2 separate regions of the Callithrix jacchus genome follow, and region 2 is linked to region 1. The links are chromatin contacts, called in public Hi-C maps. All regions are on one chromosome and are shown on one strand. Each heading gives the region's core, a stretch centred on a gene start, on an enhancer-like site or on the middle of the called end of the contact. The rest is flanking DNA. Distances are from core to core; before and after follow the strand shown.

Region 1 (6,003 bases), core at 366-2,865:
ATCTTAATGTGTTTAGCACAGAGTCAGGTATGAAAGAGACACATTAGTATTCATTGAACACATCAATGTTCTGAAGGGGAGGGTGGTGGTTGCCGTTGTAGAAAAGGTTCAGGAACCAGGAATTTTGGGGTAAGATGTCATCCACGTGGTCACTGAAGAATTCCACGGTTGGGTTGAGGTCAAATAGGAATGCCATGACCCAGGTACCTAGAACCAGCTTGAAAACTGGTACCTTGCAATAATAAATGGAAGCCAATGACCATGTGGTCTGGGCATGGCCACGTGGTCAGAAAAGAAGGAATTTTCGAATGAGGATAGAGGAGGTAGCCATGGAGGCCTGCACAGGGGTTTGCTGTAGGAGAAACAGGGGTCTGTGCAGTGAGCCAAGGTTAAAGTCTGGGTTGGAGAGAATGTTCTGAGAAAAGGCTGAAGCAAGAGGAGAGCTACTTTTTACTAGATCTGTGTAATCAGAGGGCAGAGTGGAAATAATTACTACTGAGTGAGTAGAAGGGCAAACAGACCTAAGGTGAAAGACGTCTACCTGGGGCTTCTGAAAGTTTTAAGCGTCTAGGAAGCCCCCAGCGTTCTGGTGGAAGTGCGTGTTCTGGTTCTGTCGATCTTTGTGGGACCTGAGATTCTGCATGTCCCACAAGGTCCCTGGCGATGTCGATGCTGCTGGGCTCTGGACCATGGTGAGGCAAACGTTTAGGTCAAGGAAACAAGCATGTTCAGAGGATGTCCTCCAGGAGCCCAGGCAACAGTTAGAAGGTCAATGGAAAATTCTCTGGCTGCAGCTGATCTTTTCTGCTTCCCTTTAGAGCAGGGAATCTCAACAGAACTATTGACATTTGGGGCCCAGATCATCCTATTTGGGGAAGCGGGGAGAAGGAGACAGGTGCAGGTGTCCTGGGCACTGTAGGAGGTTTTGCAGCATTCCTGGCCTCTGTGCACTGGATGCTGGTAGCACCCGGCAGTTGTGATGATCCAAAATATCCTCAGACACTGCCAGGTGTCCCTTGCAGAACACAATTGCTTCTGGTTGAGAGCCAAAGGGTTAGAAGGAGAATTACGTGGCTCCCCTCCCCGCCTGCTACCACCTCCACCTCTTGTCTTCTAGAACCATGAGGCAGAAATGACTTAACTGTGATATGCTTGGAACACGACACACCTTGCACTGTTTCCATCTTTAGGAATGCTAAGAAAGTGTTTGGCTTTATTTGACAGCCTGATTGCCTTAAGGTGTCCTCCACACAGACCAGTGAGTGCCTTGGCCCTATTTGCTGACAGTTTTAATAGAACAGCAGGGAGAAAGATCTTTCCAAGAAACTGTTGGCTACGTAGCCTAACATCATTTTAAGTCATCACCATACACCCAGCAAAGCTCCGAGATAAAATGGAAACTCCGTCGTCTCTTCCCTGGGTGACAGTGTTGGTAATTCGCTAGTGACCTCTAAGAATTTCTCTGTATGCATTCACTGCCACATTTAACTTTGGTTACACAACTTTCCAAAAAGCTTTCCAGCCACAAGGTCAGTCTGTTGACAGTCTCAAAAATCCTGACAAAGGGACAGATGGGTTTAGTTTTTGCCATTGTGATGGTTATTTCTGCTTAATGTGTTGAGAAAACATCGGAAGGTTTTAACACTGGCTAGAGTCCTGAGACGGAGGCCTTTTTAATGGAACTGCATGTCATTGTCCCCTCCGTGTGGAGGGCCTGAAGACCTGTGTTGTACAGTCGGTTCAGCTTGCTCTGAAAGCCAAAGAAAACCTACCTCCAACAGGATTTAGTCTCAAGCTAGAACAAAAATGTACATCATGTTGAAAAGTCTTCTCCAAGTGCTACAATTCATAAGCAGTGTTATGTTTTTACTGGAAAAGCTTGCCATCTAGCCAAGCATTCTTCACATTTTTCCCAGGATTTAGTCATAAAATCATTTCAGACATATTGCAAGGATAAGATGTGTACATATCTGATAAAGGGCAGGGATGTTTTTTCTTCTTTTTTGCTGTGTAACTCCTGGAGGAGGCAAAAAACAAACTAGACACACACATACTCACAAAACTCATGTATGTGTGATGCGTATGTGTATAGAGAGAATGCACACATGTTCATATATATACACACGTGTGTAAATGTAGTTTGTTTTCCCCCTCATGGAGTGTGTGTGTGTGTGTGTGTGTGTGTGTAAATGCTACACACATAAACATATATATTTATTTTCACTGTTAAGGATAGGAACCTGGCTTCTTTATTCACTGTTACTTCTATTTGGATTTAAATTACATGCCTCTGGCTTTTCCTTGGGTTTGAATAACTGAGATACAAAGTATAAAACACTTCCTAATGATGGGCACATGCCTAGGCCATCTTTAGGAATTCAGGTGGAAGTGTGTTTGGGTTTGATTTATCTAAGACATTGCAGTGGGGATGTAATTTCTGCCTGTAAGCAGGAAGGGAGCTTGGCTGTGGGAGTTGGTATTGAAAAACGTAATCGTGTGTGCCTCAAAGTTGGCTGCATTACTAACTGAGGGAAGGAGAGAGAAGTGAACCCAGATGCTGATCTTTTGAAAAAAAAAATCCCATTTAGAGACGGATTGGCGTAAAAGCAATACCCTGTGGTAGAGTCTGAAGAATACAAGACTTGAATGTCTGGCTTTGAGTCCTGTCTATGCAACTTGTTAGATATGCAGCCTTGGACAGATCACCTAACCCCACCTGTCAAACAGGGACAGCGAAACTCACCATAGCAATGGTTGCAAGGAGTGAATGAGACAATTTATCAAATTCTGTGGACATGATGAAGGATGATACAAATATCCAGTGGTGTTTTTTTCTTGAAGATAGTGTTCTTGTGTGAGTTTTTGCCAACCCATTTACAATTATTTTTCTGAGTCAGACTGATTTCAGTAGCAGAAAATAGAGGTAGTAAATCAGCAATGGATTGATTGGAAAGTCTGGACAGTAATGATTTGGGGGCATATGGCTTGGTGGCATGTACTTGCACATGTAATTATAGGAAGTTGACTAGTCCTACTGTTCTCCCCTCGTTCTGTTTCACTTAAGGAAAACTTAAAATAGATACCAGTAGTGTGCTGCTAAAAGTTTGGCTACTGGTGGCCGGGCATGGTGGCTTATGCCTATAATCCTGGCACTGTGGGAGGCTGAGGCGAGCAGATCACCTGAGGTCAGGAGTTTGAGACCAGCCTGGCCAGTATGGTGAAACCCCATCTCTACTAACAATATAAAAATTAGCCAGGCATGGTGGTAGGCACCTGTAATCCCAGCTTACTCAGGAGGCTGAGGCAGGAGAATCACTTGAACCCAGGAGGGGGAGGTTGCAATGAGCCAAGATCATGCCATTGTACTCCAGCCTGGGGGCCAGAGAGAGACTCCATCTCAAAAAAAGAAAGTTTAGCTACTGGCTCAGGAATCACAGGACTTCTGATTTGCAGCATTTGCTGATTTCTATAATATAAATACTCTCACTGTGACTAATCTCAAACTACCACTGTGACATTACCAACCATGAGATTACAAAGAGATGTGTGGTAGCACACCATCGTACAGGACAGTCATGCATCACTTAATCATGGGAATGCATTCTGAGAAGTGGATCCTTACATTGTCCTTGTACAAATATCACAGAGCGTGTTTACAGAAAACTAGAAGGTAGAGTCTGCTACGCATCTCAGCTATATGGTGCAGCCTGTTGCTCCCAGGATACAAACTTGGACATTGCGTTACAATTGCCTATAACACTCAGCACCTTACTGTGCTGAATATGTAGGCAATTGTAACACAATGGTAAGTATTTGTTCATCTAAACATAGAATAGGTACAGTAAAAATGCAGTAGAAAAGATTTAAGAAGGGCACACCTAGGACACTTCCCATGAATGGCGCTTGCAGGACTGGAAGCCGCTGTGTGTGACAGTGAGTTGTGCTGAGTGAACGGGAAGGTCCAGGACATCACTGTAACTACTGGAGATTCGATAAACACTGCACACGTAGGCTACACTAAGTTTGCTTTTTAAATTGTTCCTTCTTTGATAATAAATTCACTACTCTCATCTTACTTTTTTACTTTCTAAACTTTTTAATTTTAAAAAACTTTTTGATACTTCCATAATAACATTTAGCTTAAAATACAAACACATTGTACAGCTGAACAAAAATATTTTCTTTCTTTATATGTTTATTCTGTAAGCTTCTTTTTGCAGAAACTGAGTCTCACTATGTTGCCCAGGCTGGTCTCAAACACCCGAGCTTGAGCTGTCCTCCTGCCTCCCAAAATGCTGGGATTACAGGTGTGCACCACTACACCCACTTTATAAGCTCTTTCCTACTAAAAAAGTTGTTTTTTTTTTTTAAGTTTCCTGTTGAAAACCTAAGCCCCCCCACACACACATTAGCCTAGCCCTCCGCAGGGTCATGGTGGTCAGTATCTCTGCCTTCCACCTCTACGTCTGCATCATCCATAAGGTCTTCAGAGGCAACACCGTGAATGGAGCCATCATCTGCAGTGATAACCGTGCCTCCTTCTGGAACACTTCCAGAAGGAACTGACTGAAGCTGTTTACAGTTAACTTTTTAAAGGTACAGAGAGTCCACTCTCAAATAACCATAAAAAGTGTAGTATTGTAAATACACAAACCAGTTACACAGTCATTCATTTTCACTATCAAGCATTATGTACTATGCATTATTGCACGTGCTATACTGTCAGTAGGCACATGCAATTATAGGACTGTCAGTGCAGGAGGTTTATTTATAGCAGCATGACCACAAATATATGATAACATATTGCACTGTTACATTAGACAACTACGGTGTCAGCAGGCGATAGAAATTTTTCAGCTCCATTATAATCTTATGTGACCACTGCCACATATTCAATCCGTGGTTGACCCAAATGTTGTTATGCGGTGCACGACTTTATATCCACCATACAAATAGACGGCATTAACCTCAGTCATACAGATCATAGTAAACTCGAGTAAAATAATGAAAATGATGATGAGTTTTTAATATAATTTATGAAACCATAAGTTTATATAAATTAATTTTTAACATTGGCTATGTTGAACGCTTGGTTCTCAAGTTTAACTGTCAGCTCTCACTGACCTGGCTCTGATATGCTACTGTTTCTCCTTGGCTGTGTTACAGTACAAAATTGTACCATGAATTGGCAGGTTCAGGACCATCTTGAACCATCCTGGTTCATCCAGGACCAGCGTGGAAAATTCTCTATCACATATCCCTTTGGCTAACAGAATTAGTATTGAAAAATTGTTTATGGATCCAGTTATTGGGGCTAGTATTCAACTTTTTAGTTACTTGAAAGATAGGACTTAAACAGAGCTGAATTTTATAGAGGCTTTTATTCTCTTCTTTGGTTCTTAAGGAAAGACTCTAGAAAGCTAACAAGAGGAATTTAAATGTTCTCACAACAAAGAACTGATGAAGGTCTGGAGTGAGAAATATACTAATTACCCTGAATTGATCATTACATGATACATACATGTATTGAAACATCACACTCTAGCCCATAAATATAAAAAATGATTAGATGTAGACCGGGCGCAGTGGCTCAAGCCTGTAATCCCAGCACATTGGGAGGCCGAGGTGTGTGGATCACAAGGTCAAGAGATCGAGACCATCCTGGTCAACATGGTGAAACCCCGTCTCTACTAAAAATACAAAAAATTACTGGGCATGGTGGTGGGTGCCTGTAATCCCAGCTACTCAGGAGGCTGAGGCAGGAGAATTGCCTGAACCCAGGAGGCAGGCACTCCAGCCTGGGTAATAAGAGCGAAACCCTGGCTCAGAAGGAAAAAAAAAAAAAAAGATTAGATGTCAATTAACGATGAAATAAAATGAAAATAAATTTGAAAATGAAAACATTCTAGAAAATATTCCCAAGAAGAAAATGTATTTTTTTCTGCCTATGCTGAAGGGTTCAGGGAAAAAATGGCTGTTAGAGAGCAAAAGATTGAAATTACA
Region 2 (6,921 bases), core at 3,736-6,235, 77 kb after region 1:
CCCCCACCCGCCCAGCAGAGCCAGTACGTCCACATTTCCAGTTCTCCGCAGAGCACCGGCCGCACCGCCTCTCCTCCAGCCATCCCCGTCCACCTCCACCCCCATCAGACGATGATCCCACACACACTCACCCTGGGCCCCCCCTCCCAGGTCGTCATGCAATACGCCGACTCCGGCAGCCACTTTGTCCCTCGGGAGGCCACCAAGAAAGCCGAGAGCAGCCGGCTGCAGCAGGCCATCCAGGCCAAGGAGGTCCTGAATGGTGAGATGGAGAAGGGCCGGCGGTACGGGGCCCCGTCCTCAGCCGACCTGGGCCTGGGCAAGGTGGGTGGCAAGTCGGTCCCTCACCCGTACGAGTCCAGGCACGTGGTGGTCCACCCGAGCCCCTCCGACTACAGCAGTCGTGACCCCTCGGGGGTCCGGGCCTCTGTCATGGTCCTGCCCAACAGCAGCACGCCCGCGGCCGACCTGGAGGTGCAGCAGGCCACTCATCGCGAGGCCTCCCCCTCCACCCTCAACGACAAAAGCGGCCTGCACTTAGGGAAGCCGGGCCACCGGTCCTATGCGCTCTCACCCCACACGGTCATTCAGACCACACACAGTGCTTCAGAGCCACTCCCGGTGGGACTGCCAGCCACAGCCTTCTACGCGGGGACTCAACCCCCTGTCATCGGCTACCTGAGCGGCCAGCAGCAAGCGATCACCTACGCCGGCAGCCTGCCCCAGCACCTGGTGATCCCCGGCACACAACCCCTGCTCATCCCGGTCGGCAGCACTGACATGGAAGCGTCGGGGGCAGCTCCAGCCATCGTCACGTCGTCCCCCCAGTTTGCTGCAGTGCCTCACACGTTTGTCACCACCGCCCTTCCCAAGAGCGAGAACTTCAACCCGGAGGCCCTGGTCACCCAGGCCGCCTACCCGGCCATGGTGCAGGCCCAGATCCACCTGCCCGTGGTGCAGTCTGTGGCCTCCCCCGCAGCGGCTCCCCCCACGCTGCCTCCCTACTTCATGAAAGGCTCCATTATCCAGTTGGCCAACGGGGAGCTGAAGAAGGTGGAAGACTTAAAAACGGAAGATTTCATCCAGAGTGCAGAGATAAGTAACGACCTGAAGATCGACTCCAGCACGGTGGAGAGGATCGAAGACAGCCATAGTCCGGGCATGGCCGTGATACAGTTCGCCGTTGGGGAGCACCGAGCCCAGGTAACGTTGGCCCCGGTGGCGCAGGGATGGGAAACCACACCATGATGCCGTCCTCCTCTCCCGGCAAGATGAGTTATTTCTGTGAGGCAGGATTGAGGGTCCTCAGTTACACCTAGACCTCAGACACCGCCTTTCCCCACTCTGTTCTCTAGAAAAAGTAAGCCCCACTTGCCCGGGGACTCTGCTGTGTGTAATGAATGAACCTCCACGCCTGGAGAGAAATGCTAGTGAAGGAGTCCTTGAGACAATTCAGAAACTCACCACTCTGGTTATTTTTTGAATTCTGTTGTTGGGATGTGGGACCCTGATTAGGAAAAGCTGCCGGACTTCAGGTCCTAGTGGTCATTCCGTACTTTTTCTTACCAGGAAAAGACAGAAGATGCCTTTGGAGTGAGGGTGTTAGCTGCCAAAAGAATCACATCCCATGGCAGCATCCATGTTGGAAAATACGTCTTATTAGTGGGGTACAGTGGTGTATGCCTTTGGTCCCAGCTACTCCAGAGGCTGAGGCAGGAGGATCACTTGAGCCCAGGAGTGAGCTGTGGCTGAACCTGTGACTATTACTGCACTTAAGCCTGGGCAACATAGCAAGACCCTGTCTCCAACATATATATAATGTCTTACTATTATTTAGGTATGATAAGGCCGACAGATCAGGAGACAACTCTTTGAAGGGATAGTTTGTTATACTCTGATCCCAAGAGGAAGGGGCACTCAACACCATAAAGTGGGGGCCACCTGGGGAAGCACCACGTGGGTCAGGAGGTAGAGGAAGTGAGGGGAAACGTGGCAAGCAGCAGCCTGTATTGTGGTTTTGTGGGGTGCAGGGTAAGCAGGGTTAGGATTGGCTAGAGTGGACGAATCCAGTGTGCCCTGGGCCTAGGGGTTGTCCCTAGTTGTCTGGTGGTTGGTGCTGGGGTGACCAGTACAGGTGGAAAGGCCGGGCACGGTGGCTCACACCTGTAATCCCAGCACTTTAGCAGGGCGAAGGGGGTGGATCACCACAGGTAAGGAGTTTGAGACTAGCCTGGTCACCATGCTAAAATCCCATCTCTACTAAAAATACAAAAATTAGCCAGGCGTGGTGGCATGCGCCTGTAGGCCCAGCTACTTGAGAGGCTGAGGCCGGAGAATTGCTTGAACGCGGGAGGCAGAGATTTCAGTGAGCTGAGATCGGGCCACTGCACTCCAGCCTGGGCGACAGAGACTCCATGTAAAAGAAAGAGACAGGTAGAAAGCAGCCCTGAGTGTAATGGGCCAATAGAGGGGGCACTTGGGGCGTGGGCGCTGCACTGGTTGGCTGGTTGATTTGCATATGAAAGTCAGGCTCCCCGGTGAGTTCTTTGAAATCTCTAGGAATTAGCTAACCCTAGAAGGGACTATACCTCTGGGGTCCACAAGACACTAAAATATCAAAGCATCAGAAAATAAAAGCATGGTTAATACAATCTGAGAAGTCAGGGCTGTCCCAGGTCACCTGCTGGGCTTGGGGTAAAGTCAGCTGTAGCCAAGATGAGTCATGGGAGAAACTGGAAGAGTGGTTAATTCTCTTAATTTACACAGGCTCCTTCCGTCTACCCTTTTCCAGGTTCCTAGCTCGACCCCATGAATTTATTCCACAGCCCATTTCTTTCACTGCCCAAGTTGCTGGGCGTCCAGCAGGTTCAGCCTGCAGCTGAGAGCTCCCCCTGGTGGTGGAGGCCACTCTCTACCAGTGTTTCCATCTAGGATTTGAGAACACTCAAATGGGACAGAGCCTCCTTCCAACTCAAGTTGAAAATAGTCATGAAATAGCTGCTATTTTGGACGTTCAGATAAAATAAAACAAGCAAAAAAGATAAACTAGGTAATGGTTTGAATTGCTTTGGGCATTTTAAAAAACAATTTGAGACAACGTTTTTCTGTCCCCTGGGCTGAAATGCAGTGGCACAATCATAGCTCACTGCAGCCTTGACCTCCTAGGCTCCAGCGATCCTCCCACCCCAGCCTTCTTAGTAGCTGGGACCACATGTGCATACCACCATGCCCAGCTAATTTAAAAAAAGAAAAAAACATTTTAGTAGATATGGGGTCTTGCTGTGTTGCCCAGGCTGGTCTCAAACTACTGGGCTCAAGCAATCCTTCTGCCTTTTTAGTAGAGACAGGGTTGCAGATGCCCAAATCCCCGAGATTATAGACATAAGTCCCCATGCCTGGCTTTTTTGAACATTGTTTAAAAGGCCAAGTGAGGAAAGGACCAAATTATTTTTCCAGAACTGCTTGTGAATGACTGGATGTAGGGTTTGCACCAAGCCGGGGTCCTGCATTGCCGAGAGCTGTTAGCCCCAAGTTCTTTTGTAATTGTGAGATGTCGCTGTAGGTTTACAATCTTTGGAAAGGCCCAAGAAAGATTTCCCCAAAGATCTGATTTTAAAAAAACTGGCCAGGGGCGGTGGTTCACGCTTGTAATCCCAGCACTTTAAGAGGCTAAGGCAGACGAGTCAGGAGGTCAGCAGATCGAGACCATCCTGGCCAACAGGCTGAAACCCTGTCTCTACTAAAAATACAAAAATTAGCTGGGTATGGTGGTGCATGCCTGTAATCCCAGCTAATTGGGATGCTAAGGCAGGAGAATCGCTTGAACCCAGGAGGCAGAGGTTGCAGTGAGCCAAGATCGCGCCACTGCACTCCAGCCCGGCAACAAAGCAAGACTCCGTCTCAAAAAAAAAGAAAAAAGTCAGGATTTTTTTTTAATGGCCTAAATAGAGCTCACTACCCCTCTGTAGTTGCTGTTTACTTCCTGCATGAATTAGGGGTAAGTACTAGGAGAAAGAAAATGAGCTGCCTTGAGCAAAGTTGACTCTTCACAGACTCCGGGTGTAACATGGAAAATAAACCCATCAGTGAAGAGTCATTGCCGTGGTACTTGGAATCCTTAAAACTTGTTTGTGAACAGAGGCAGGTGTGAAAAGAGGTTTTGTTTAGAAATGGTTCCTTGCCGGCCAGCATCTCTGTCTGCTTGAGAATGAAGGCAGTCACTTCAGCTGTGGCCCGCACCTCCTAGACCTGGCAGCCTCTGCAGAGTGCAGGCTCCGAGAGCCCCAGAGCCCTCTTCTTTTTTTTTTTTTGGAGACAGAGTCTCACTGGGAGCCTCACTCCCAGGCTGGAGTGCAGTGGCACAATCTTGCTCACTGCAACCTCTGCCTCTTGGGTTCAAGTGATTCTCCTGCTTCAGCCTCCCAAGTAGCTGGGACTACTTGGGAAAGCACCACCACCCACTACTAATTTTTGTATTTTTAGTGGAGATGGGATTTTACCATATTGGCCAGGCTGGTCGCGAACTCATGATCTCAGGTGATCCCCTGCCGCCTCAGCCTCCTAAAGTGCTGGCGTTACAGGAGTGAGCCACCGTGCCCAGTCCCTTACAGCCCTCTTTTTTTTTGGACAGGAAGAATCTAGGTGTGTTTTCCCCTACTCTAAACTTTGCAAAATTAATGATTACATGATAGAGAAATTAGCTACCCTGTGAAGTCAGAGCCCTGTTCTCATGTTTTTCCCTGTAGTGAGATCACTGAGTCTCTCTGCTGAAGCCGGGGTGCCGATGAGCAGGTACAAGTGTGGTCAGGGCCTGTTGGTAGGTGTGTGGGGTCAGCCCTGCGTGGCTGTGCTGCATGCTGGGAAGGGCTCCCGCAAGGAAAGGCTAGCGCACTGAGACCTGCTGAAAAGGCAGCTGGGGCTTCACGCTGTAGAAACAAAAGTGCAAGGCCCTGACGCAACCAGATTTGTCACTTTACCGAGGAGCCTATCAGAAATCAGCTGACATCATCACAGCTAAAATACTCCACCAGCTGTGTTTGCCACAAGTGACAGGTTCAGAGTCAGCGGAGACTGAGAGAGAGAACAAGAGAGGGGGAGTTGGAAGGCAGAGAGAGAGCTCATCTCTGGACTTAATTGAGATTCCAAAGGCTGCATCCTTCTCTCCGTCCGCAGTGCTCCAGGAGGGGTTTTCTCCCCAAGCCTGAAGGACCTTCCAGGGCTTCTCAACTGGTTAGGCATCGCTGACAGCCACCCACAGAGAAATCCAGAAATGTGCGAATTGTTGAGCTTAATAAGCAAAATCACAAATTTGATTGGGGAAGTTGTGGAAGAAGAGATGGTTTTCTACAAAACAGATGGCATGGTGACTCGAGGCATAAATCCTACATGAACAGAGTCCTGAGGATGACTGACCTCGTAAGACCCCCCAGCATAACACTACCAGGGAAAACAGTGTCAGATGGTGGGGTGGTGAGACACCCAGGTGTGCGGCCACTTCACCTCTCTGAGCTGCAGCTCTCTCCTCTCTAAACCAGGCAAATGAGTTTTGGTTTTCTGTGGGGTTTATTTTGTTTGCTTGTTTTGAGACAGGGTCTTGCCCTGCCGCCCACGCTGAAGTGCAGTGGTGGAATCATTGGCCCACTGCAGCCTCAACCTCACGGACTCAATCGATCCTCCCGCCTCAGCCTCCCCCAGTAGCTGGGACTACGGGTGCTTGCCACTACATCCAACTAATTTACTGTATTTTTTGTAGAGACAGCATTTTGCTCTCTTGCCCAGGCTGGTCTGGAACTCCTGGGCTCAAGCAATCCACTCACCTCGGTCTCCCAAAGTGCTGTGATTACAGGCATGAGCCACGGCTCCCGGCCACATGTGATTCTTTATAGGAGATAATATCTTTAGACTCCTCTGTGGTTTTAATGCTTCACTTTTATACTTTCCATAATAGCACAGCCCCTGTAAAAATTATTAGTGTCAGTTAACCAAAAACCAAGAAGGGCGTTAGGATGGACACGTACTGACCTCATGCTGCGCGGTGCATAGACCTCGTGGGAACTAAGGCCATCTCTTATAAAACTGAGGGGTGTGGAGTTTGGGGATTATTTTTAAGGAGCTGAATTCCTCATTAAGATTGTGGAAAGATGCCTCCAGCATTGTCCCAGCCAACGTTCCAGATGAGGCAGTGCAGGATAAAAATGCTTTTTCATGTTTGCCACTGTCTCTGTGGCACTGCCCTGCCCGGCGCAGCATTTCTCTGCACCAGCAAAGCATCTCTGCCTCCCCGAGGCCCCCACGCAGCTGCTGCAGGAGGAAAGGGGAGAGCCAGGTGTCAGGCATTGTTATTGCATGCACCCAAGGAAGGCTCCTTCCTCCTCATTGGAGGGTGACAGAACGTTCCCCAGCCCAAAAGAGAGTTGCTGCTTTGCCCTGCCTTGATTCTGGTTGAGAGCCCCAAAGGATGACAGAATCACTTCCCTTGAGTCCCACTGCCAAATATAATCCACTTAATATTATTCATAAGTCTGTGGCGCATCCCAGATGGGACCCCGAGGCGAGAGCATCAACGTGGGAGCCAGTGCCACTCAAAAGAAGGATGGGGCTTCGCGCCTCCTCCTTGGGTAGAAGTAGGTTAGCTGCTTGGAAAATGCAGGACCTGACAACGGAGAAATCTGAGTCTGAAGGTATCCTTCACCCATCAGTAGCTCTGGGACCTTGAGAAAGGTAGTTTTCCCTTCCCTGCTTCAACTTAGATGGCTCTGGCCCTGAGAAAATTATTCACAGCTGAAAAATAAATAAAAGGCCGTGTGTTCTAAAAAAGAGTTTATGAAAGGAGAGGCAGCTGATGAAAGCCTAGAAAGAAGGCTGAACTTGGCTGGTACAGTGGCTCACACCTGCAATCCCAGCACTTTGGGAGGCTGAGGC

Evidence for each region. A called contact is a pair of places that touch in the nucleus more often than the background predicts.
Region 2: a contact with region 1 is called in a Hi-C map of skeletal muscle, with 2.5 times the contacts expected there. The contact joins two enhancer-like sites. A contact is called at or near these places in 2 of 3 Hi-C or Micro-C datasets (both in skeletal muscle).

The regions. Positions count from the first base shown.
Region 1 is chr4:14,276,451-14,282,453 of calJac240_pri, forward strand. All of the region lies in intron 6 of ATXN1 (ataxin 1), which reads left to right. The region is part of intron 7 of LOC144576580 (a long non-coding RNA gene); the gene reads left to right. Among named protein-coding and RNA genes, the nearest start is that of GMPR, 240 kb to the right of the region's middle. Within about 2 kb of position 1,616, at least 3 of the 16 cell types and tissues checked have an H3K27ac peak or open chromatin away from gene starts, as enhancers often do. A contact at or near this core is called in skeletal muscle, where this site is marked.
Region 2 is chr4:14,349,691-14,356,611 of calJac240_pri, forward strand. ATXN1 (ataxin 1) reads left to right here. Exons shown (of 8, transcript XM_078368284.1): 7 at 1-1,203. Among named protein-coding and RNA genes, the nearest start is that of GMPR, 170 kb to the right of the region's middle. Within about 2 kb of position 4,986, at least 3 of the 16 cell types and tissues checked have an H3K27ac peak or open chromatin away from gene starts, as enhancers often do. A contact at or near this core is called in skeletal muscle, where this site is marked.